4 separate regions of the Mus musculus genome follow, and all the other regions are linked to region 2. The links are chromatin contacts, called in public HiChIP or PLAC-seq maps. All regions are on one chromosome and are shown on one strand. Each heading gives the region's core, a stretch centred on a gene start, on an enhancer-like site or on the middle of the called end of the contact. The rest is flanking DNA. Distances are from core to core; before and after follow the strand shown.

The links. HiChIP or PLAC-seq counts read pairs in DNA pulled down with a chosen protein or histone mark.
Region 1: an H3K4me3 HiChIP or PLAC-seq map of embryonic stem cells shows a contact between it and region 2, with 9 times the contacts expected there. The contact joins the enhancer-like site here to the promoter of Nasp in region 2. A contact is called at or near these places in 5 of 39 promoter capture datasets (the C10 cell line, cranial neural crest, frontonasal cranial neural crest and 2 more) and 13 of 115 datasets of contacts at active chromatin or transcription factors (the 230-238 cell line, the SCID.adh cell line, bone marrow-derived macrophages and 8 more).
Region 3: an H3K27ac HiChIP or PLAC-seq map of embryonic stem cells shows a contact between it and region 2, with 2.9 times the contacts expected there. The contact joins the enhancer-like site here to the promoter of Nasp in region 2. A contact is called at or near these places in 9 of 39 promoter capture datasets (the C10 cell line, the HPC-7 cell line, cranial neural crest and 6 more), 3 of 484 Hi-C or Micro-C datasets (the HL-1 cell line, forebrain and muscle stem cells), 19 of 115 datasets of contacts at active chromatin or transcription factors (the 230-238 cell line, the SCID.adh cell line, astrocytes and 14 more) and 1 of 9 other capture datasets (liver).
Region 4: a contact with region 2 is called in an H3K4me3 HiChIP or PLAC-seq map of bone marrow-derived macrophages, with 2.9 times the contacts expected there. The contact joins the enhancer-like site here to the promoter of Nasp in region 2. A contact is called at or near these places in 6 of 39 promoter capture datasets (the 3T3-L1 cell line, the C10 cell line, cranial neural crest and 3 more), 1 of 15 datasets of contacts at CTCF or cohesin (the NIH/3T3 cell line), 14 of 115 datasets of contacts at active chromatin or transcription factors (the 230-238 cell line, the NIH/3T3 cell line, the SCID.adh cell line and 9 more) and 3 of 9 other capture datasets (liver, macrophages and pancreatic islet).

What each region holds. Positions count from the first base shown.
Region 1 is chr4:116,208,090-116,210,789 of GRCm38.p6, reverse strand. No RefSeq gene overlaps it. Among named protein-coding and RNA genes, the nearest start is that of Pik3r3, 12 kb to the left of the region's middle. Within about 2 kb of position 1,324, at least 24 of the 459 cell types and tissues checked have an H3K27ac peak or open chromatin away from gene starts, as enhancers often do. A contact at or near this core is called in embryonic stem cells, where this site is marked.
Region 2 is chr4:116,626,611-116,629,310 of GRCm38.p6, reverse strand. Nasp (nuclear autoantigenic sperm protein (histone-binding)) reads left to right here and starts at 1,360. Exons shown (of 16, transcript NM_016777.3): 1 at 1,360-1,421; 2 at 1,882-1,979. The coding sequence starts at 1,921.
Region 3 is chr4:116,181,592-116,184,291 of GRCm38.p6, reverse strand. No RefSeq gene overlaps it. Among named protein-coding and RNA genes, the nearest start is that of 1700042G07Rik, 9.6 kb to the right of the region's middle. Within about 2 kb of position 1,326, at least 70 of the 459 cell types and tissues checked have an H3K27ac peak or open chromatin away from gene starts, as enhancers often do. A contact at or near this core is called in astrocytes, craniofacial prominence, embryonic stem cells and 2 more, where this site is marked.
Region 4 is chr4:116,335,164-116,337,863 of GRCm38.p6, reverse strand. Mast2 (microtubule associated serine/threonine kinase 2) reads left to right here. Exons shown (of 30, transcript NM_001369061.1): 6 at 367-442. Among named protein-coding and RNA genes, the nearest start is that of Pik3r3, 110 kb to the right of the region's middle. Within about 2 kb of position 1,338, at least 8 of the 459 cell types and tissues checked have an H3K27ac peak or open chromatin away from gene starts, as enhancers often do. A contact at or near this core is called in bone marrow-derived macrophages, where this site is marked.

The DNA.
Region 1 (2,700 bases), core at 75-2,574, 420 kb after region 2:
GGCTTTATTCCCCAACCACAACTGAAACACATCCCTTGGATTAAGTCTTCTTTTCCAAGACAATAGAGGAATTGAGCCCAGAATCCTAGCTTGATATGGGGCTTTGTGGTTGCTGTTTCTGCAGTGTTTGCCTAGGACCCTGCAAATAAGAACCAGGCAGTACCCATCTCACCCGTGAATTGCTTCAGTTCTGAAACGCTTAACTCAATAACAGACCACTAAGACTTCTCTGTTTTGTTTGTTTTTTTTTTTTTCTTCTCTTTTTCTGACCAAGTCATATATTGAGGAAAATGATTATACCCTAGTACCACTTCAGCCAGTTCTATCTAACAATCTGTGTATACGCCTTAAGCCCAGAAGCTCTAAATATGGCCTTAGTTGAAAAAGAAGTCTTCAAAGGTGTAAGTAAAAATCTTGCAAGGAGATTGTCATAGGTTCAAGGTGAATTATCGATCCAGTGACAAATGTCCTTGTGACAAATGGGAAGAAGTAGATCTGAGACACAGCCATACACAGAAAGCTGTTTGAAGACAGTGGCAGGGGTCAGAGCAATACCTTTACAAGCCAGAAAGCACCAAGAATTACATGGCAACCCCCAGAATCTAGGAGAAGACATGCATTCTCTCTCAGAGTCTCCAGAAAGTCCTAACTAGTCCTGCCTACATCTTGGCTTTGAACCTTTGGACTTTAGCCCTCCAGTATTATGAAAGAATAAGTTTCTATTGTTTTAAGCCAGCCAGTTGTGGTAAGACACTATCGCAATCCTAGAGAAGTAATACCACAAATACCAGGCCGTCTTCTTCTTCTATATATTTTTTTAATGTTTAGAGACAAACTCTTATGCTGGAGCCCAAGCTGTCTGGCCCTCGGACTCGACTCACTGTAGTCTTCATATGTCAGCCTTCCAAGTGTTGGGACTAGAAGGGTAAACCATCATACTCCGTTCCATAATTTTTAAAATATTTTCCCATTTAGTTCATTTGTTTATTTTTAAATGGTGTCATGCTCTGGGACTGCTAGTGCACACCTTTAATCCCATTACTAAAGCGGATGGATCTCTGTGAGATCTAGTCAAGTTCTACACAGTGAGACCCTTGGGGGTAAGAGGGGTACACTTTTATAATTTTTTATAAGAAAATAAGTGAGGATGTTTTCATATATTTTCTTCTATGTATCTGAATGATTCGTTCATTTCAAGGACCCTCCAGTCTAGATCAGGTAGCCCAAAGAGTATCGCTTATGGATTATGGCCTGACACTGAATGAAGATCATGTCCTAGGCTGGTGAGTCTATTATCCCATTGTAGTGATGCCTTCAACATGAAATCTCCTTCCTTAACTTGCACAGGACTTTGCTCCTTGTCATAGGTGACCCCACCCAGGCCAAGTTAATTAGTTTTCCTTTCATAAATATTTTGAAATAGTACTCCCCCACCCAAATTAGACTTTTAAAGGATTGGACTTGACAAAGTATCAACCTCTGGAGCTGGCTATGGGTACTGTTCACCCTAACACTGAATTTCAAAGGAAACTACTCTTAAGGAAACCAAAGAAGGCAGGGCCTGGTGGAACTACCTACATTTCCAGACATAGAGATCACAAGGTCAAGGACTTTCTGAGCTACAGAGTGAATTCGGGGCTAGCCTTGTCCAGTGAAAGCCTGTCTCAAAACAAAAAAGTAAAAAGAAGGCTAGGAGGCAAGATCTTTAGGAGTTCAGGATCAACCTGGACTACATAGAGAGTTCCAGACCAGCCAGGATACATAGCATGACCCTGCCTCAAAAAGAGGGGGGCAGGGAGGGAGGAGGTCTGAGGATATGTAGAAGAATTTCACAACCAAAGACCTTCTAGGTCTGTGTGATCTGGCTGGAATGCAGACACACCTTTAGTACACACCTTTAATCCCAAACAATGAAGGTAAAGTTTAGTTTGTAGAAGGAAGCACCCATGTTTGAAAGTGATGTCTAATTGAGTGGTAGACAAAATGTTGAAGCAGAGAAAGATTTGATAGAATTAATATATACTCAACTCCCAGGAAAACAAGAGAAAAAAAGAAGCTACATAGCAGTGCAGAGAGAGGGAGGAGAAAGGGCAATCTTACTAGGACAGTTGTACAGAGACAGGTTACAGAGAGAGAACAACTAGACACAGGTGAAGACAGAAGGAGCCAGAGAATGAAGAGTCAGAAGTTTAGCAGATGGCTAGAGGCAGAGCTAAGAGAAGCCAGAGTGAATCAATCTTAGAGGTGAGTTTGAGCTAGAACAGCTGAGTTAAATCAGCTAGCCAGTGATCAGAAAGAGTAAGAAAGGGTGGGCTAATTCAACAGCAAGTCTCAGAGGCTGAAAACATGCTAGGCCAAGATTAGGTTCTATGGCGGCTTCTGAAACTAGGCCTAGGCTAGCAGTAAGCCTCTGAGATGACAATTACATCAGGCAAGTAAGTAAAAGATACTTTTACAAGGATAGAGTTGTATGACAGAGTGCTTATCTAACATGCATAAGACCCTAGGTTCAACCCCAGTGTTGAAGATGGAAGGAAGGAAGGAAGGAAGGAAGGAAGGAAGGAAGGAAGGAAATCATATGAATAGAATAGAGTTAAAAGACTGAATGAATACATGGAGTAACCAGTTTCTTGAGTTTCTTTGATTTGAATATGGCTGATTCTTCAAAGTTCTCCTGCTGGAACCCATCATTATTGTGAC
Region 2 (2,700 bases), core at 111-2,610:
ATCTCACTATGAAGCCTTGGCTGTGTTGGAATTCCTTACATAGATTAGGTTGCCTCAACAGCTTCTGCCTTTGGAGTGCTGAAACAGGTGTGCTGTCTTAGAACTAGCTCTGTAAAACATTCTGGGTTCAAATCCAGGGAGACCAGTCTGCCTCCTGAGTGCTGAGATTAAAGGTGTGTGCTAGGACTGGAGAGATGGCTCACCGGTTAAAGAGCACTGGCTATTCTTGGAGAGGAACAAACTATCTGTAGTTCTTGTTCCAAGGGTTCAGACACCCTTACACAGACATACATGCAGACAAGATACCAATGTACATGAAATACAACTAAATAAATTATAAAGGTGTGTGCCATCATACCCAAGTTATTTTTTTTTTAAGATTTATTTATTTATTATATGTAAGTACACTGTAGCTGTCTTCAGACACTCCAGAAGAGGGCGTCAGATCTTGTTACAGATGGTTGTGAGCCACCATGTGGTTGCTGGGATTTGAACTTCAGACCTTTGGAAGAGCAGTCGGGTGCTCTTACCCACTGAGCCATCTCACCAGCCCCCCCCAAGTTATTTTTTAAAGGAACCCACTTATTTCTATTTATCCATTTTTAGTTCTTTTTTTTTTTTTTCATTTTGTGTGAATAAATGCTTTACCTACATCCATGTCTGTGCACCATATGCATGCCTGGAGCTTAACGAAGTGGTGAGGCGCCTTGTGGGTGCTGGGAATTGAAACAGGATCCTTTGCAAGAATAACAAGTGCTCCTAACCTCCTAGCGAATTTTCCAGCCACATTTACTTTTATTTAATGTGTATGAGTGTATCTGCATACATAAATGTGTACCATGTGTGTGCCTAGTGGCTCTGGTGGTCACAGGAAGGCATTGATTGAATGCCCTTGAACTGGAGTTACAAAAGGTTGTAAAAGAAGGCGTGTGTGGTGCTGCTCACCTGTAATCCCAGCCCTCGCAATCACAGGCAGGCAGATGTCTGTGGGTTAGAGATCAGTGGGTCTAAATAGCAAGTTTCAGGCTAGCCAGGGATAGACTGTAAGTCCCTACCTAATATATATGAAAGAAAAAAAAAGAGAGACAGCTAAAATATTTAAAGTGTTTTAAGTACAGGATTTAACTTAACAACTTGGACGTGGGTAAAGTAAGATGATGGCAGCAACGGATTGGATCAGTCAAAGGCGGTGGATCTAAACACCCGCATCCCTTTGCCCCTCTAAGAGTTTTGAATCAAGCGCGATAGTTTTATCTGTAGCCAATCCTAGAGCAGCATCTTGTTTCGTCAGTAGTTGCTGAGGCCCAGAGCCACGCGTCTGTCTGGTCAGTTCTAGCCGTTGCTGCTGTACTCGTGCTCAGCTCTTGCGTTTCCATCCGTTAAGACTGAGAGGACATAGGGAATACCTGTCACCTTCTCGGGTATCCCCGTCAGAAAGACACCTTCGGGACTACTTTTTCCACAGTCGCAGAGACTCACTGGCTCCACTTAATTGTGGAATCTCTAGGCTGGCTCCCATTCAGAAGTTGTAGTACTGAGATTTTGCTTCTATCACGACTAGCCACAGAAGCAGGAAATTGTTTGATTTTTGTTTTCTTTTTCCTTTCTATCTTACTTTCTTTTTCTTTTTTTCTTTTTTTAAGGAAAAACGGGCTAGGGCGGGAAGATACCCAAACGGGAAGGGATACAGGGCTGTGTCCTTGTGACAGAAAGGTGTTGAGTCCTAGTCCTTTAAATCCGAGGGGGGAGGATCCGGAAGTGGATGGGCGGGACAAGGGACCTGGTATATAAGAGGGCCTCAACCGCGCGGGGTCTCCAATCTGCCATTTTCTCTACCTGAGTGAGTCTCTGCTGTCCGGAATTCTCTGGTTTTCTTCGCAGGCAGTGTTCTGCCCACTGGCCCACCACCTCAGGGGAACGATGGCCACAGAGTCTACAGCCGCTGCTGCCATCGCCGCGGAGCTGGTTTCCGCTGACAAGTAAGCGGGACTGTGGCGAGCTTGAGGCCAGTCCTCAGGGAGAGTCCGGGGACTTGGCTTCCCGGGCGGGACGGGCTGGTGGGTGGGACAGCTGCCTTCCCCGGAACAACGGCGGCCGTGCGGAGAGGGTTGCTCTGTGGAGAAGCCCTACTTGCGAAGAGCTGGCGCGCCAGCGGTAACGGCGGGTGGCTGGCGCCCCCTGCCCGGCTTTTCACGGCCGCCATCTTGCCGGGGGCAGCGGTGGCTGGCTCCATCGCCGGCCCCTTTTTTCCACCCCTTGCCCGAGGTTGCCGGTAGGTAGGCGGGGCCCGGCTCCAGTCGGTCCTTGAGCCCCTCCTGATCGCGCACTCCTAGGGTGCGTCTCTGTAGAGAGTCTGTAGACGTACCGAGAAATTGGCCAACAGATTTGGCGCCAAAAAAAAAAAAAAAAAAAAAAAACCCACACGAGGATGGAGGCTTGGAACAGGGGACGCGGGTGGGTGGGGCCTCTCAGAGGGCGGGGCTTTGCACGCTGATCGTCGTAGTTTTGGCTCTTAGGAGTGGGCGGGGCCTGTAGGAGGCGGGAAAACTCCATTGTTTGGAGTGGATGCTGCTTTTGCCGGGTCGGTGGGGCGCAATGAATTTTATTATATACTCACTACCAGGTTTACAGTAATCTTGAGGGTGGCTACGGGACTGAAGCTTTGTAACTCTTAACCTTTGCGGAGAAGTGTCTTGATTC
Region 3 (2,700 bases), core at 77-2,576, 440 kb after region 2:
ATGTTCAGACTTAGCTGGGATTTCTACCCTGCCAGGGTTTTGACTCTACCAGCCCCCCAAAAGGCTAAGGGTTCTCATACCACCTTGGAAGAATGGCTCTAAATACTGTTCTTTTTCTTTTTGGTTTCTCGAGACAGGGTTTCTCTGTAGCCCTGGCTGTCCTGGAACTCACTCTGTAGACCAGGCTGGCCTCGAACTGAGAAATCCGCCTGCCTCTGCCTCCCAAGTGCTGGGATTAATGTGCGCCACCACGTCCGGCCTAAATACTGTTCTTAAACTCCCTTCTCCCTCACAACATACCTTGTCTCTACCTATTCCTGTTACAACTTTATGATAAGAAAAACAAGATTTGTCAAAGTTGAAGGAATGTCCAAGGCTAAACAGTAAATGGCTAGAGCAGACCTAAAAGCCAAGTTGGTTTATATGTTTGCTAATGAAAAGAACTGTATTGTTTTAAATGTTTTCTTTTCTGTGTATGTCTGTCCACCAGACATTGAAGGACAGAAGAGGGCATTGGATCCCCTGGAACTGGAATTCCAGACGGTTGTGAGCTGCCGTGTGGGTGCTGGAAATTGAACCTGACTCCCTGTAAGAACAGCCAGTGCTCTTAACTTCTTAGCCGTCTCTCCAGCCATGTTTTTCTTTTCTTGTGTCTTGTTTGCTTGCAAAGAAGTTTCACTAGGTTACCCAGGCTGGCCCTTAAACTCCTGGGTTCAAATAATCCATCCAGCTCCTGAGTCCAGAGTAGCTGTAAGTAGAGTGAGCACCACTGCTCACCTGATGTGTCGTTGGCTACAAAGCTTGCTCTGGCATGCTGTAGTCAGCGCATGTTTCCATGCTTGTACATATAATATAAGCACTCTTCACCACAGGCTGCCACACAGTTCTGGCAGCTCTGGTTCCTGAGACTGGAGCTCCATGCAGCCCTTCCTGCTCCTAGCAGATCCCCTGTGAGAGGTGAGGAAGTCCCCAGGACAGGGATGGGTCAAATTAACCAAACTTGTGATCTGAAGATTCCACCAACTTTGCTCACTAACCTTCAAGTTTTCCCTACCACAAACCTGCCACAGACCTCTAGACCAGTGTCCCGCCTGCTCATTGTCACTCCTATTGGGCTCTGAGTCCTTTAAAGGGTTTGCTAGGCATCGGTTTTCTTCTCTCAGCCCAGTGCCCTACATTAATTATCCCGCCAAGGAATTTCCATCTTCTACTCTCAAAAGCCTGATTCCTAACCAGAAGGGAATTCCTATCTCAGGTCCCAACGCCCTTAGGTCAGGGCTGGCAGGGAGACGCACTTCCAGCCAGGCGCTGGCGCCTGTGCGCCTCCTTCACGGGAAGAATGCCTTTACTAAATCCGGAACGGATTTGCATCACTGCAGCAAGGGAAGGGCTCAAGGATCTCACAAAGCTCCAAAGCTGAGTTGAGGGTGCGGGCGTCCATCCCACCCTAGCCCCAGAACTGTCTAGGCTGCCGAAAGGCAGTGAGACATGCACCCTGGGATTGGGGAAGGAGAGAGGTGATGAGATGAGAGAGAGAGAGAGAGAGAGAGAGAGAGAGAGAAGGCGCGAGCTAGTCCAGCACACCCCACACCCACAATTAAGAATCTTCCTTCTAGAGGCAGGCGGACTTCTGAGTCCAGGCCAGCCTGGTCTACAAAGTGAGTTCCAGGACAGCCAGGGCTACACAGAGAAACCCTGCCTCGAAAAACCACAAAAAAAAAAAAAAAAAAAAAAAAAAAGAATCTTCCTTCTAGTGAGTAGTAGAGCACTTGGAAGGTAGAGGCAGGCAAAATTCTGAATTTCAAGCCAGCCTGGTCTACAGAGTGAGTTTAAGACAACTAGGACTACACAGAGAAACCCTGTTTCCCAAAAACAAAAAAAAGAAAAGAAAGGAAGGAAAGAAAGAAAAGAAAACTGAGCACTAAACAGTTGGGTCTTCTCAGGTCCTCCTAGCAACTACCTCTAGAGCCCTGGGGGTGGGGGTGGGGGACGCAACTTAGTGGCTCCTGCTGTGCTCACAGAGCATAGAAGGCATCAGCCTTGTCTCACTTCAGGCCTGTCTGAGAATTCCACTCGACTCATGCTGTTTCTTAGAAGTCTTTCTCATGCTGCATCAGCTAAACTCTTGCCAGTCCTTTAAGCTCATCTTAAAAGGCGCCTCTGCTCTGGGCTTGGTGGCACACACCTGTAATCCTAACATTTGGGAGAGTGAGGTAGGGGGATTTGCATTCAAGACCAACCTAGCAAGTTCCAGGCCAGCTGAGACTACATAGTGAGACATTGTCTCCAAGGGAGACAAAAAAGACCAGAATCAAGACCAGAATTCATTCCTGTGGGGTACCTGGCAGGTGATAGGAAGAGATAGTGGCTGTTGTGAGGCTGTTGTCATATCATATTCCCTTTGTAGGCCTTGGATTCCTCTCTCACTCTTAGACAGACCTGGGTGAGACGACCCTCTTAGGGCTGCCTCCAGCCCCAGTCCTATAAAACTAGTGATTTCTTGCATCTCTCAGCCTCTACAACAGGATGCTATCCCAGTGGTAAAGTCCCTACTGCCCCAGGCCCCTGAGAACCAGACTCACTCAAAAAGCCTGGAAGCCTTGTTTACAGCCTCTTTTCAACACGTACACACTGTCTTATGAACACCAAAGGACCAACTCAGGGCCACCTGATTACTACTCCAGTCTCCAGCCCTCTCCA
Region 4 (2,700 bases), core at 89-2,588, 290 kb after region 2:
GGCTGCAGTGGGTGGAGATACTTGTACAAGTAACTTTTAGACTAGGCGTTCTGTTGTCTTTAGGACAGTTCTTAAGCCTTTGGAATACTGCAACTTGATCTGTTCCTAAGAGCGCAGGAACATGTGAATCCCTGCTGTATCTAGAAAGGGCGTCCAAGGTAGGGTATCACAGGTACCTAGTTCTAGGTGATAACATTCCTGGGTTGTCAAACTTTTATAAAGACTCATAAACTGAGGGCTGGCCTGAGAAAATAACCAGATATACTAAATTAACAAGAGAAAAAGGTTTCTTACCAGAAAGCCACACAAGTTTGCCTCATTCCCAGAGCAAACTTCAAAGAGTTCCTTTTCCTCTCCCCATCACAGGTAACAGTCCCTTGGACAGCCCCCGGAATTTCTCTCCAAATGCTCCTGCTCACTTTTCCTTCGTTCCTGCCCGTAGGTAAGTTGCTTGAGAACCCCTCTGTGCTGTTTGTCTTGTCTTGTTTTGTTTTGTTTCTCTGTGTAGCCCTGGATGTCCAGGAACTCACTCTGTAGACAAGGCTGGTCTTGAACTCAGAGAACCGAGTGCTGAGATTAAAGGCATGTACCACTGACCCCTGACTGATATGTGTGCTTGGTAGATGTCTGTGTTCTTCTTTCAAGTCAGTACTCTTCCGTGTGGATTGGGTTGCCTTGGACTACCAGTAATCAAAATGCCTTCCTTTCTGTCCTCTCCTAGGTCTTGTTCAAGTTTTCCTTTCTGAGTGACTGTGCATTTGCAGCTGAACAGAAAGATAGTAGATTCATTTATTTTATAATCCTAAGCAAAACACAGTGGTACCCTAAGAATATATTCCACAGCATGATACTGTAACTGAGAATTATCGTTGGGTTAGAGAAGAGAAAGTGTTCCAGGAAGGATCCAGAGTAACACTCTTTACCTTGTATCCCAAGTACTTCCAAGAAGCTGAAAGGGCCTGACATGACTTTCTTCTCAGCTTTTGTTGGAGTTTTGTTTGTTTGTTTGTTTGTTTGTTTGTTTTTAAACAGGGTCTCATTATGTGGCCCTGGCTATGTAGACTATACAGGCTTCCCTATGTTAGTAGCTTTTTAATGTGTTTCTTGCAGTTTTCTGCTTCACCCAGCTAGCTCCCAAATTGAGACTGGACTATAATATTTACTTAACAAGCTTCTAAGTTCACAACAACTCCACATTAATCCTCTAAACTAATTTGGCTACCTCGCAGTCAAAATCCCAGTGATACTTTCATTAGTACTGATGTGGCTCTCTTGGCTCCAGGACTTTTCTCATGGTGTCTCCTGGACTCTCTTCCAGCTGTGATTTCCTACTTCCTCTCTCTCCTTCCTCCCTCCCTCCCTGGGCTGAGAGGAAGTCCAGCCCTATTCTCTCCACTGCTCAGTCATTGGCTGATCAGCTCTTTATTAACCAATCAGGAAATTAGGTAGCAATGTTTACACAACATTGAGACCAGAGATTCTCAGAATAAGGATTGCAACTAGATGTGGGGGCAAGGAAATCAGGATTTGAATGATACAAAGATAATCTTTACCCAGTGCACAGAAACATTATCCTTACAGCCCTATTCAGAGATTTTCCCTTGTCTCTGCCTCCCAAATGCTAGGAATATAAATCTCAGCTTTCAGCTGAGGGTCCCAAGTATGAGTTCAGAAAGACTGTAATATCTCATAATTCGCTGAGCTTCGAAGGGTTTAAGTCCCATTTCTCTCCTGTCTGAAAATGATAGTGTTGATTCTGGCCTCTCCTAGCAGGCCTGACAGTTCCACCCATGCCGAGAGCACATTAAGTGGCCTCTGGAGAAGTCCACCCTCACGGTGTCTTCAAACCTTTGCTAAGGCTCCCTACACACAGTGGCTTGTTTTCACAACTTCACAACTCTCTTAGCCATAGTTCAAGTTTGTGGGGCTCTTGTTTTAATTTGGGGGGGTCGTTTCCTTGTTTAGTTTTGAAGTAGAGTTTTCTTTAGTTCTAAATGGGAAAGCCAATTTAAAATAAATAGTAATAAGGCTCCAGCTTTGTAGCGGTCAGTGGCTAGCGAATATACTATATCTTGGAGTAAGAGCAGTTCTACTATTAAGACTACTTTCTTTGCTAGGTGATAGTGGTAAGACATGCCTTTAATCCTAGCACTTAGGAGGCAAAGGCAGATGGATCTCTTCAGTTTGAGGCCAGCTGGTCTACAGAGCCAGCTCCAGGACAGCCAGGGCTACACAGAAAAACCTGTGTAGGGGGGAAGTGAAGGTGTTGGTTGGGAGGACTACTTACTTACAAGGTATAGCAGGGGGCTGGGCTGTAGCTCTGTTGTAGGACTTGTCTAACATGCACAAAATACCACATAAATGAGGTATAATGACTCCCACCTGAAATCACAGTACTTTGGAGGTGTGAGCAAGAGGAAAAGAAGGTGAAAGTCATCCTCTGCTACATACTGAGTTTGAAGATAACCTGGGCTACATAGGATTCTGTCTCAAAACAATTAAGATAAAATAATAAAAAAAAAAAAAGTAATGCAGAAACAAAAGAGATTGCTGGAACAAGCACTTACTATTCCCTCTCATTTCAACTGAGAAAGAATGCACCCCACTCCTCCCTAGAGTGTGTGGCTGAGGGCAGGTGAGGAGGGCTCGGTGGCTAATGTTGGTACTTCTTCTCGCTCTGAAGAATCTCACATGGCTCAT